Linked DNA regions of Mus musculus: region 1 is linked to region 2. Evidence: chromatin contacts called from public HiChIP or PLAC-seq data. All regions are on one chromosome and are shown on one strand. Each heading gives the region's core, a stretch centred on a gene start, on an enhancer-like site or on the middle of the called end of the contact. The rest is flanking DNA. Distances are from core to core; before and after follow the strand shown.

What was found. HiChIP or PLAC-seq counts read pairs in DNA pulled down with a chosen protein or histone mark.
Region 1: a CTCF HiChIP or PLAC-seq map of embryonic stem cells shows a contact between it and region 2, with 5 times the contacts expected there. The contact joins the promoter of Nrip3 here to the promoter of Lmo1 in region 2. A contact is called at or near these places in 2 of 39 promoter capture datasets (the C10 cell line and embryonic stem cells) and 1 of 15 datasets of contacts at CTCF or cohesin (embryonic stem cells).

Annotation. Positions count from the first base shown.
Region 1 is chr7:109,780,221-109,782,947 of GRCm38.p6, forward strand. Nrip3 (nuclear receptor interacting protein 3) reads right to left here and starts at 1,325. Exons shown (of 7, transcript NM_020610.1): 1 at 1,080-1,325. The coding sequence starts at 1,253.
Region 2 is chr7:109,173,713-109,176,580 of GRCm38.p6, forward strand. Lmo1 (LIM domain only 1) reads right to left here and starts at 1,495. Exons shown (of 4, transcript NM_001302205.1): 1 at 1,226-1,495. The coding sequence starts at 1,247.

The DNA.
Region 1 (2,727 bases), core at 75-2,574, 610 kb after region 2:
AAAAAAAACCCACAAAGCTAGGAGTGATGATATACACCTTATAATCTCAGCAATCATGAGGCTGAGACAGGAGAATTAAAAATTAGAAGCCAATATGGGCTATGTGATGAGATTCAAGCCAGCCTAGATTATACAGATCAAGATTCTGATGTCTCATTAAAAAAAATCTTTTTCCAAATAACAACAACTCCAAATGAAGCTACAAAGTTACATATAAATTTGTGAGCAGGGGAAGAGAATTAAATATAGGTCACATCCCTCAGCCATTCACCCTTATTCAATGGATGGAGGACAATATGGTTTTGGATTCTGGCCCACATCCTGAACTTCTACTTAATACCAAGAATAATACTGCCAGAAATAAAAAGACTGCAACAGCCCCAGCTCCAACTATCTACATGCATTATCTGGTCTGTGAGATGAAGCAGTCAGGGCTTCCTCCATCTTCCCAGTCTTTAGAGGGAAGAGGGAGAGCTGAGAGTGTGAAGAGATGTTTAGGTTCTGGAAAGATTTGCGCTTGACCCCTATTCCCCTCTCTCACCCCACTCCCCCATCCAGGGTAGAAAATCAAAGGTAGATTAAGACTAAACTAAGTACATTTGGGGCGGCGGGGAGGGGGTCACAATAGAATTAACCAAAGCATATATATATATTCAGCAACTGTGAAGAAACCTCGCTTTTCACTGTTTCTCAATCACCTTAGTCTGGGACACAACTGGCCACGCACGCAGCCTGTGAGGAGGCAGTGGGAGGCAGGACTTGTGATGAAGCTCCAGCTCCAGGAGCCAAATTTTAGATTCTAGATAAGCCAGTGGAGAGGAGATTTGAGGGCAATAAGGTAGGGTCTCTTTCTTCCTTACACATGAAGGGGAGAGTCGGGAGAGAGGAGACTGCGCCAAAGGAGAACAGGCAAGAAAAGCACCTTGATAGATAGATAGGGAGGGGTTTTGCCGGAGCACCCGCCAGGGAGTGGATAGCGACAAGCCTGGTCGGTGACTCAGTGAAAGTGACAGTAAGGGCCTGGGCGGCAGTGGTGGCCCAGAGGCCCGTGACGGGTGTGGCCGATGTGGGGAGCTCACCGTGTCCTTGGACGAGCCCAGCTTTTTGAGGCCGTCCAGGGGCAGCAGGTCGGCTGAGTCCTTGTGGATGAACTGCACCGCCTGCTTCATCCGGCGCTGCTGCCGCAGGGACGCCGCTTCCCGCATGTCTGTCTCCTTGCGGCCGCCCTCGGTGAGGAGTCCTGAGTAAAACATCGCTGAAACGCCCGCGGCCGGGCGGCCGGGTGTCCCCTGCCAAGCACCTTCAACCTCGAGCTCCTGGACAGCGCCGCGGGAGCCGGCTCCCGCGCCTTTTATATCCGAGCGTGACGTCATGGGGAGCAGCCAGTGCGCGCGGGAGAAGGCGTGGCCAGCAAAGCGTCCCGCCCCTCTGGCGCAGGTTCAGGAACGAGGGTGGGGTCTATCAGCGTCAACCACCCACCTTTACTCCATCACCCATCCTGAGGAAAAAGCTAGCTCGGAGCAGCCTACGGCCGACAGACTGACCCCGGGGCGCTGAGGGTCTAGCGGAACCGCTTCGCCCAACTGTCCCCTCTCCCGCGTGGGTTGCCCTGCCCTGCACGCATTGCATAGAATGGGCTGTGGGGCCCTGTGCTCCGGCAGCCTAGCCCCTTCCACCCTAGTCGGCTCCTTCGGGCTCTCAGCTCACCTGTCCACGCCGCGGCCGATCCCGGGATGACTGACAGCTGAGCCATGCTCGGCTTCTCAGAGTTGTACCTCTGTGCTCTGAAGTTGGGAGAGCTCCGGATTCCTCCAACTTCAGGTCGGTCCCCACCCACTGGGCCACGTGACTGCGGAGGGGGCCAGGAGGATGGGCTGGAGCGGGGCCTTCCGGGGACCCCATCCTCCTCTTGGCACCCTCTGTCTGAGCCCAGCACCAGAGGTTGGGGAGGCAGGTCTGGTCTGGAGCCTTCACCCTTCACTTCTCTGGGAGCACACCTGCTTTTCAGAACACCAAGAAAGCATCTGTGTGTGTGTGTGTGTGTGTGTGTGTGTGTGTGTGTGTGTGTCTGTGTGTGTGTGTGGTGTTTGTTTTCACTGTGAACACTAGATTTTACACTGAGGGGTGGAGGTGGAATATAGATTGAAAGCCATTTTTCTTTGAGACTCATTCATATTTTTTAGCCATTCTAAAAGGAATGTTCTGCTCCTTCTGGGTTGGAGTCTTGACATATGACTTAGTACAAGTCACATTTCTACATGTGGGAATCACCACTCCACTCTTCACCTCAAAGAAGCGGGCATGAATCAGAAAAGATCTGCACCCTGAAAGCACCATACATCTCAATAATGACACTCACTGAGCTTTTCTGGTTGTGAGCTGGATACTAGAATGAACACTTGCAGTGCAGTATCTCAGTGAAGGGCAGCAGCTATGAGATAGCATTCGACACTATCCTCTTTATGCAGGCAGATACTCAAACCAGCCAGTCTGCCTCCAAATGTCTCTGACTTTTCCTTTCCATTGCTCACGCTCTTAAAGTATTCTCCAAGTACCACCACAATCCTGTTAAGAGCACCCCAAAAGGTGTCTGCTCTTGATGGAACGACCCACACACCCTCTTCTGTGACTTCATTCTGCACTTCAGCATCTTGAGTTTTCTTCCAGTACCAGGGAGAAGTCTTTCTCCCTGTTGCCAAGTGGCTTGTCTTTGGAGTGCCCTCTGCG
Region 2 (2,868 bases), core at 245-2,744:
GTCTGCCCTAAGACTCGGGGATTTCCTCTGCTACCAGACTTTCTATGCTAAAACAGACTGTCCTGAACAAGCCAGGACAATTGATCACTATAGGGGAAGATGGTAGGACAAGACAAGTAATTATTGGGACCAAAGAAGAGACCAGACAGACAGACCCTCTTCCTAGTGATTAGCAGCTCCCAACTCTAAATTTCGGAGTCTCCTTGTCCTACTATGTCATACTCTAGGCATGAATGTCCTCAGCCCAGAGGATGGTACAGAGATGACTTCTCCAGACAACTACAGTGCAGTTGGGGGGAGGGGGAGGGCGGGGGAGGGAATAGTCAGACCCAAGGGTAGACTTAGATTTTGTGAGACCCAAAGTTTACAGCAGTCTTAGGGGTCGGGGCTCCTTAAGAAAAGCAATATGATCCCAGCCTGGGCTGCAGAGCAAGACACTTAACTATCCTGGGTTCCCCCAACCCCAACCCACCTGGCCAAAAATGAGAGAAAATGAGATTCTTAATACAAACGGACCTGGTAGTCTGGTAGATCTGGTAACAGTAGGAGACCCTAAAGGCCCCAAACTTCTTGTCTAGTCCACCCATCTATCCTAACCAGCAGGATACTCACTAATGTAGTCTGGGTGAACTGATGGCATGCAACCTCCTAGCCCTGCAGAGGGCCAAGATAACACCACCCACCAAGTAGGCCCTGAAGTCTCAGTCCCCAGGTGCAAGGCTGGGCGGACCCAAGGACCAAACTATTTAGAATACACCTTCATCCGCCAAGTTCTCTGAGCACCCCTCTCGGGCTCCCTTTCACACTGCGGTATGGAAAAACATGAAAATACTCAAGGAGGCCCAGAGAGTGGCTGGCGGTGGGTACAACCACAACCGGGAAGCCCGCACCCCACGGGTTCTCTGTATGCTCCGGATGCCTGCAATGGGGCAAGAGCGAGAGAGAAAGTTCCCGGCTGCAGTGTGCCCAGCTAACAGGCTCCAGGATGCGCGCGGGGCGGGGGGGAGACTTCCTCATCCCGGCGAGGAACACGGGGCGGCGCAGAGCCTCCTGGCACCTTCAACATACACTCACACACACAGGGCACACGTCCAGCTTCCGAGCTTCCGGGAAGCCGCCAACAGGCTCCAAGCAGCGGTCGAGACCGGTGCCTGGGCCTCTGTCACCGGGATGGAGGTAGCCTCGGCAGAGCCCCCGCTGTTCCCAAGTGTCCCTGAGCACCTACCGTCCTCTTGGTCCAAAACCATAGTCCCCAGGCGGCTCCAGCCGGGTGCGGGCGGAGGATGCAAAGGGACTCGCGGCTCGGACTGTCACCTACGGGGCGACTGCGCTGCTTCCCGCGGTCGCGCGTGGGCCCCGCGCCCCGTGGCCGCCGAGGAGGGCGGACGGAGCGGCGCCCGGAGCGCAGCGCCGCGGGCGGGCAGGGCGCTCGGAAGGAGCAAGCGAGCGAGGGCGCGGCGCGCTCAGGGGCGGGCGCCGGGCGGGGCCGCGGCCGCGTGGGCTGAGCAACTGGGACCCGGCCCGAGCCAAGCGGGAGCCTGAACCCGAGCTAGGGCCGGAGCCCGGGCCGGAGCAGCCGCCGCAGCCGCGCGCTTGGGTTCCCGCTTGCAGTCTGCTGCGCTCGCTCTCACCAGAGTGCAGCTTGCATTTCCCAGGGCCCCTCAGACTCCCCTGTTAATTAAATCAATTCATTATGCTCAGATCTGATTAGCGGCCCTTCCCCCCCTTTGAATCAATTATTCAATACACAAACATAATTGCTTGGGCCAGAGGTGCCCGCCATTAGCTTATTTAACTCCAAGGACACTAATTACCCGCAGGGCACGGGAACTTTTCTCATTAATTCTGACAAAACACAAAAGCACAGCCTGAGTGTGTGCATGTGAGGGAGTCTGTGCATGTGTGTGTGCCTGTGTGACCGCATGCCTGAGTGAGGGATGTGTGGGGTGGTGGGCCGCTGAGACAGCTTATGACCAGTGGGGAGGGTGGCATTTGTGCCATCGCGTGTGGGAGTGTGCAAATTCAACGGAAGAACGTTCTGGTGTAAGTGTGGGACTCCAACTCCGTGTATGAGTTGAGCTGGGTGTGGTCTGGGACTGCGGACTAAGGTTAGAGACCCAGCGCAGGAATGCAGAGTACTTCTCAGAGTATGACTTTGAGAATGTGACTCCCTGCCACACTACCCCCTCCTTTTTCATTATAGCCCAGCAATTGCAGCTACAACCCTGGAAAGCACAGACTACAAAAGAGAAGCCAGGCAGGAGCAGAGTAGGGGGTAAAGAGGGCAGTGAGGATGGTGTGGGTGAAGCTGGAGCCAGCCTACTCCACAATATCTACCCCCTCCCCAGTCACCTGCTCCTGCTCTGACTGGACTTTGCCACATGCACCCTCAAGTTCCCACCCCACCTCGCCCCTTACTCCTTTCCCCCTCACTGCCTCTTCCCATTCAATGCTACCCTCACGCTTCAATGTACCATAAAAGCCCCCACTCTCACACAGGCTTGACACGGGGGCAGCTCTACCCACCCCATCCTAGTTCGCCTCCAGTCTCAAAGCTGGAGAGAGGGTGTGCTTATAGTGGACCAACTCTACATTTTACCTCCCAGGAAATCTCTATTGAGGGAGCCAGGGAGAGAGCCCACAGAGGCAGGGACACAGAGGGTAATTGATTCCCCCAAATTAGGTTTCTGCTTTCCAAAGACTGGTATTGTTCGAGTTCTCAATGTGCACAGAGGTATTGAAGATTTCCTTTTTGTTTCCTCGGGCAATGAATGAGCTTAATCCATTTGGCTTTTATAAATCAGGAAACTAATATTCACTCCTTCCATGGAGGCTTAAAAATTTTAATTGGTGAGTGGGGGGGGCTTA